Regions from separate parts of the Mus musculus genome. Here region 2 is linked to region 1. The links are chromatin contacts, called in public Micro-C maps. All regions are on one chromosome and are shown on one strand. Each heading gives the region's core, a stretch centred on a gene start, on an enhancer-like site or on the middle of the called end of the contact. The rest is flanking DNA. Distances are from core to core; before and after follow the strand shown.

Region 1 (3,446 bases), core at 340-2,839:
CCTCGTCACTTCTCCTACGGTGTCCCAGCGGCAGCACAGATTTTGGAAAAGTGTGTGTGCCCCAAACACGCACTGGACACTGCGCGGCGGCCAGGACGTGGGCAGTGTTGCTCCCGTGTCCAGGAAAACGACTGGGCATTGCCCCCAGTTTCCCCCAAATTTGGGCATTGTCCCCGGGTCTTCCAACGGACTGGGCGTTGCCCCGGTTCACTGGGGACTGCCCTTGGGGTCTCGCTCACCTTCAGCAGCGTCCACTTCAGCAGCTCCCACTTCATCCGCTCTCCCGCCCTTCTCCTCCGATCCTCCTGCGCCAGCGGACCCGACCTTCGGCCTTGTGGTGAGCTCCCCGTGGCGCGCTCCCTCGTGCCCCAGCTCTTCCACTGCGGGGCACCGGCTACCTCGCAGTTTGTCCTCAGGGCTGCTGCGGAGTAGCGCGGGAGCGGGCTGCTGGCTTCTCCCTCGGCGGCAGCGCTCCTTTGGGCTGGGCGCTCCGAAACGCGCGCCACTTTGTGTGCACTCTGCAAACAACGCGGTGGTAGGGAAAGCGCCTGGGCGGCCAGGAAGCGGGAAGGGCAGAGCGCTCGGGCGGCTTGGAGCCTCCAACCCTACAGGTCGAGGGCTTGGGGAAGCGAGTGTAGAGCGCGGGCGCGGTGATTGATGGTCGGGCCGGGAGGTTAGCCCCGGGTGCACTGGTTTCCGCCAGTAGTGGCCCTTTAGAGGCCTAGAGGTGCGGAGGTCGGGAGAGGGAAACAAGGTGCACCGGTTTAGAAGTGATTTTGACTTGGTAAAAATCACAATGGCTTCTTATATCTGAAACCACCCGGGGAGAGTTTCTTAATAGCCCGGAATTATCGCATTGGCCCCTGGGGCCGAACCTGCAACTAAGCAAATTCAAAGTGCTGAGGACAGGGAACTGTTATCTGCTCATACTGGGTGGGGTCCCAAAGGCGCGCCGCTTAGAAGCACTTCAGTGAGCTCTGGTTTACAGGTCTGGTTTGAGCTACGTTTCCCGCCCTGCTTCTTTTTCTGCTGAAGGGCGCAGACATTGTGCGGGGGCTCCACGCGGGGCCCAGATTTGGCGTGGCCAAGCCAGCCTTCCCTTCATGGTGCACCTGGTGGCCCCCCAAAGGCTGCTAGGAGATCCCAGGCAAAGCAGAGGTTAGGGGCGCTTAGTAAGATCTATCTGGCTGCTATTCGAGGTGCCTCACAGCCCGCCCTGCCTGCTCAGGCAGGTGGAGGCTGCGCGCTCCCCCCCCCCCCCCCAGCCGATCCAGGGGACTGTCCCCTGCTTAGCAAGTAGGTCCCTGTGAGAACCCTCTACCCAGCTACCTGCGCCTTAACTCAGTCGGCCGGGATGCGCCTACCTTGTAACCCTCTAACTGAGCACAGGTCCTGCCACTACCACTGAGGCCTAGGGTGCCACGCACGTTGGTTCGCACCACGCGCCCATGTTGCACAAGCACAGGGCACCCCGGAAACATGACATGGGACCTCGATTTTTAGGGATAGACACCCAGGATTTAGTGGGCCTGTTGGGGCGCACAGCCCCCCCCCATCTTTGCCACCAGGCACTCCACTCCCCCCCCCCACCGGCAACCCCCGTGCCCAGGGCCCCCGACCCGCATTCCCCGCGTGGCTCGAGTTGCGGGGGCGGTCCCGGGGCGGGGCGAGGGCCCTGCGGACGCCCATTGGCGCGGGCGTAAGGCCAGCGGGGCCCGAGCGGGCGCCGAGCCGCGGGGTGGCGCGGCTATAAGAACCGGGCGTTGGCGCCCGGAGTTCGCCTGCTCTCCGGCGGAGCTGCGTGAGGCCAGGCCGGCCCCCGGCCCCCCCTTCCGGCCGCCCCCGCCTCCTGGCCCACGCCCGCCCGCGCTCGGCCCGCCAGCGCCTCCATCCGGGCTGGCGGCCCCGCGTCGACGCCGTCCGCCACCTCGCTGCTGCTAACTCCTGTGCAGGGCGCCGTCGGCGGGGCCGCGCTCCGTCGGGCCTGCGGATCTCCCCACCGCCTCCTCCTCTATCTACCTCAACACCCCATTCCTGCTTCGCCAGAGGAGGCGGTCCCCACCGCAGGCAGTCCGGCTTGCAGGTCGCCGGCGTTGTCATCCCCCGCGCTTCCCCTCCCAGCCCTCCCCGGTGCGCAGCCCGGCTGCTCCCCTCTTTTCGCTGCAGTCCCGAGCAGCTGAGGCGCCGCCACGCCTGTCCCCCCCACAAGAAGCCCGGGCTTACGACGGCTGAGGGCTCCGTCGACCCTAACCGAGCTGGGTGCCCGTGGCCGGGGTGACGCCTCCATTCCTCCCCCCTCAACACCGTCCTCGGTCCTTCGAAGTTGCATCCTCTCCTCTGCTTAGGGTGCGCCCCCCCTCGCGCACCCGCTTACCCGCCACCTTTCCTAAGCTCCCCTCCTGCCCCCTCCCCGTTCCTCCTCGCCTCAGACTCCCTCCCCCTCACGTCCGCCCTCTGCCTTCGCCTACCCAAGTGGATTAATTATACGCTTTCTGTTTCTCTCCGTGCTGTCCTCTCCCGCTGTGAGCCTACCCGCCTCTCGCTGTCCTCTCTCCCTCTCTCCCTCTCTGTGGTCCCCCCCTTTCACGTTCACTCTGTCTCTCTCACTATCTCTGCCCCCCAACTATCCTTGATACAACAGCTGACCTCATTTCCCGATACCTTTTCCCCCCCGAAAGTACAATATCTGGCCCGCCCCAGCCCTAAGATACCCTAAAGAAGCAGAAGAGACGCCCCCCTCCCCACCAAAAAAGCCATCTCCCCGTTCTGTCCCGTCGCACATTCGGCCTCTGCGACTCGGGCAGAGCGGCGCTGGCAGAGGAGTGCCCGGCAGAAGGGCCTTCGCCCGCTGTTCGGTTTGCATACCCGCAGCAGGGAGATGGGCGGCAGCGTCGCCGGCTTCCAGGTAAGGGCTCTCAGGGGCCCTGGGAGTGGGGGGTGCGCAGAGCCCGGCTTGGGCATGGCGGGACTGGTGCGGTGGGTGGGGGGCTGGGGGCTCGTTCCCTAAGCAAACTTTTGTTCCCCCTTGCGCCATGGAGTGGGGGAAGGGGCGGGGGTATGGGGGCTGTTGGGGAGGGGGTGTGTAAGTTGAACTCACAGGAGACTTCCTGGTGCTTTACTGTGTGTTGGGGAAGGGGGGGATGGATGAGCTGCATAAAATGTACGATTCGTGCTGTGCAGGCCCTGTACACCCCCCCCCAAGGGTGCTGAGTGATGAGGAGGGGGGCAGAGTCTCCGAAGCCCACCCTGGTATGTTGACTTTGTGCCAATGAGACAGGAAGGAAAAGTGGGTGGGCGGGGCCAAGAGCCCCCCAAAATTGGTAAAAGAGTCAAGCCAGACCCCACAGTTAGCTTTTCCCCCCACCCACACACCCCAACTCTGTCCCCAACATTCCCAACCTGGAATGTTGGGGGGAGAGGGGACGGTTTCGGGCTCAGAAGGGCAG
Region 2 (3,643 bases), core at 26-2,525, 2.2 Mb before region 1:
GAGGATTCACTCCCTTTCTAGGGAGCGGCCGCTGGGACCCAGCATGGTCCAGATTACCGGACTCAGTTGAGATTCTGCCCTAGCCACGGTTTGGAGGGGTGCAGGATGAGGCCTCTACAGCTGGCGCCAGACGAGCACCAGACTGAGTGCCCCTAGGTGGCAGCGAATGTGCCCCTCCTCTACATCTGGGACCTCCCGGGATCCAGCAAATGGGGAGTGGTGCGCATGAGGAGCCCCGCGCTCCAGGCCCGACAGGGTCTAGTCCCCAGGACGCCCCCGCGGGGCTGCGGCTTTGCAGGAGGAAGCTGCGGTTCCCCCCCGCCGCCCGCGCCCCCCGTTCGGCTTCCTGCGCCCCGGGCGCGGTGAGTTTTGCGCGGCCTCCCTCCCACGCAGCGAGCAACGCTCCTGGTCCAGCTCCGCTCGTGGGTACCCAACTGAAGAAGCCAAACCCTGCAATACTCGGGAACTGGCCCTGGGTATGATCGAGCTGCGGGCTGTGGGTGCGTGTCAGCAGCATCCGGAACACGAGGGGACGCCTGTTTGTCCTGTCGCGCTCTCTTGCAGGGCGCAGGACGCGGGACAAGCCTGTCGTCAGATGCCGCGTTGCGGAAACCGAGCTCTGCCTAGTGGAGTGTCCTCCGCGCATCGGCTGAGAGCAAAGAGAACGAAAGGGACTGGCCATGCACCCCGGGGTCGTCAAAACAATAAAGAGGGCGATAAATCCTTGTCCAACGGCTTTTCATTGAGTAATAGAAACGTGTCAGAACCGGGGTCGCCTCCCGCGCAGCTCCTGGGGGAGCGGGACGGGCGGGGCAGCTTGCTGAGTTCGGTAGCTGGGACCGCGGCGGCGTCTTCGGACTGACCTCAGCTCTGCCTCTATCTAGGACGTGGCGGCAGGGGACCGAGCCCTCCGGTCTCTTCCGCCACCCTCCCCTCCCTGTCCGGACCTGAACACTCACTATAGGCGCTGTTCTCAAGGCTGCCGTTCACGCGGCCGCTTGGGTGCAGCTGGAGGTGGTACTTGGTAGCGCAGTAGAGCTTGCGGCGCCGTGGCGCCCCGCCGAGGTGCTCGTAAACGCCACCACGGCCGCCCGCATCGCGTCGTAGTCGCGTCCCGGGCCCCGTAGTTGGCCAGCTGGGTTCCAGCAAGCTGAGCAGCAGAAGCCAGATCAGGCCCATCCCGGCATCGCGCCCGCCCGCAGCGGCTGCTGCGCCAGCGCGGGTCTCACGAAGGCGCGGCGCTGGGAGCACACGCCCGCGCGCCAGGCCGGCTCGACTGTGGCTAGGAGAGGAAGGGAGGGAGAGGGGGACCGGGAAGAGGTGGGAGACAGGGGAGGGAGGAAGAGGAGGGGAGACAGGGAGAGGTGGAGAGAGGTGGAGATGGAGATAAGGACGGGTGGAGCAGGAGAGGGGAAGAGATAGTGGAGAGAAGACAAGAAAGAGGAGAGGGAGATGGAGAAAGAAGACTTTGAATTTTCACCCAGGAATGGGGGTCGTGTTTCTTTGCCGAACACAGTTCTGAAGAAAGGGCGCTTGACAACAAAAGGCGGCCGTGGTCCCTGGCGGGGGCGCGGGACTCAGGCCGGGCGTCGCCTGCGCACAGCTCCCGGGCCAGAGCCGTCGGGCCGCCGCTCCTCCGCCGTGCGCCCTGAGCCCCCTCCCGCCTCTGAAAGGTCCCCGCCCCGCCCCCGCCCCCAGACCAATTATGCCTCGGAAAATTATAGAGCGAGGCCTAAAGGCAACCGCCCCCAGGCCCTGTCACCCCCTCCCGCCTTACATCAATCCTGGGTGCACAATGGGACTGTGGATGACTGATGTCTGCGCAAACAACTTGCGGGGAAGTCTAGCTGACAAACGCTCATGAAAGGCGGCGCCTAATCCAGAGCAATTGCGGAGGGCGGTGCGTGGGGAGCCCGGGGTTGGGTTCGTGCAGGTCGCTTCTCACACCGCAGAGCGGTCCTCAGGCGTCCAGTCTTGTGGCCCAACGGCCCAGGGACTCTAAGCTCGAAGCTACCTAACTGACCAGAAGGTAGCACAGGAAGTTTGCACACCTTAAGTGGGAGTGGTCTATCCCAGCGGTGGTCCAGAGAGGGGACTGCACAGATAGGAGCAGAGACAATAGAGTCACAGAGCCTTAGAGCCCAGGAAATCTAGGCAGAGACAGAAATAAAGGTGGGTGAGGCAGATGACAGATTTGGCTGAAGAGAAAGAAGGAGGAGAGCAGTGGAGAGGGGGAGGAATGTGGAGATACAGAGGGCAACAGAACCGAAGGGAAAGAAGATCCCACAATGGCGCCCGCATGCCCACCTGGCAGGCTGAGGGGGAGTCCAGGTTCAGGGAATAGCTCCCTGGACCCTGAGCTCTTGACCTCAGTTCCTTATCTGCCAAGGGCCTCAAAGAAGAAGGACTTCCTGAGGTATCAGAAAAGGTCCCACCCCACATCCTGTGCTTCCAACGGTCCCCTGGCCAGCAACTACCCTCAGGCATGCCTCAGGACCCTGTGGCATGGGTCACAACATTGGTTCCTAAGTTGATCCTGAGCTCTTGGGAGGAGTCTGGCGGGAAGCCCTTGTTGATGTGAGATCCTGAGAAGTGTTGGGGTGGGGGGACCTCCACGATACAGAAGCTATTACTAGCACACACTGGGACATTTTCCACCCTGAGAACCTCATTTAGGGTAGCAGGCCCTCTTCAGCATGCTGAATGCACATGTCCTCCACAGCTGAGCACCCTCAACTGTCTCCCAGGGCCTCTGTTCTAGCCAGGGTCTGCAGGGTCTCTGCCCCACGCCTAGCCCCTGAGAAATCTTAAGCAGTCTGAAAACTACGCCACTGAACTGCTAAAACCCTGGAGTCACTGATGGAACCTGCTTTACAGGGGACAGCCCTGTGTCTCGAAGACCAACCTAAGCTCCTAAGATGTCACAAATGAATCCAGAGGGCATCTGGATCCAGTTACCTTCCTGTGCCTGGCCAAGAGAAGTGCAGAAGCCAGGTGTGCTAGAACAGGCCTGCTGCATGTCAGCCCTGGAGATGTGGAAGCAGAATCCTGGGGTCAAGGCTACAAAGTAGATCTGAAGCTGGCCTCGGCCTTGAGATCCTGTCTTAAAAACAAACAAATCTAAGAAAGGGACTGGAGAGATGGCCCATTGGTTAAAAGCACTGGCTGTTCTTGTAGAGGACATGGGTTCAGTTCCCAGGACCCACATGGTGGCTCTCAAATGTCTGTAGCTCCTGTTCTAGGAGATCTGACACTATCTTCTGGCCTAGGGAGACACCAGGCACATATCTGGTATAAACACCTACATGCAGGCAAAAGGTATCCGTACACATAAAAATAAATTTTAAAACACACGCACTGTGGTGGTTTGAATATGCTTGCCACAGGGAAAAGCACTATTAGGAGCTGTGGCCTTGTTGGAGGAAGTATGCCACTGTGAGGGTGGGCAATGAGACCCTCCTTCTGACCTGTTGCCCAAACTGCCATTTCTACATCTGGGGCAGAACCCACCCCAAGGTTTCTCAAGCATGTTGGGGAAGAGATACAGTCACTATCTAGCAGCGCCTACTGTTCTTGGGCACATGTAGGCTCAAGTTCCATAGGGACAGGGACATTCTTCCCTACTCAGAGCTACTGGAACATG

The links. Hi-C and Micro-C count contacts between places; a contact is called where the count stands out from the background.
Region 2: a Micro-C map of embryonic stem cells shows a contact between it and region 1, with 4 times the contacts expected there. The contact joins the promoter of Fgf3 here to the promoter of Igf2os in region 1. A contact is called at or near these places in 1 of 39 promoter capture datasets (embryonic stem cells), 2 of 484 Hi-C or Micro-C datasets (both in embryonic stem cells) and 1 of 115 datasets of contacts at active chromatin or transcription factors (embryonic stem cells).

Annotation. Positions count from the first base shown.
Region 1 is chr7:142,657,823-142,661,268 of GRCm38.p6, reverse strand. It overlaps Igf2os (insulin-like growth factor 2, opposite strand), which reads right to left and starts at 1,589. Exons shown (of 4, transcript NR_002855.3): 1 at 240-1,589. It also overlaps a transcript of Igf2 not described here.
Region 2 is chr7:144,836,244-144,839,886 of GRCm38.p6, reverse strand. Fgf3 (fibroblast growth factor 3) reads right to left here and starts at 1,275. Exons shown (of 3, transcript NM_008007.2): 1 at 960-1,275. The coding sequence starts at 1,179. RefSeq lists an enhancer at 2,098-2,136 and a promoter at 1,267-2,952.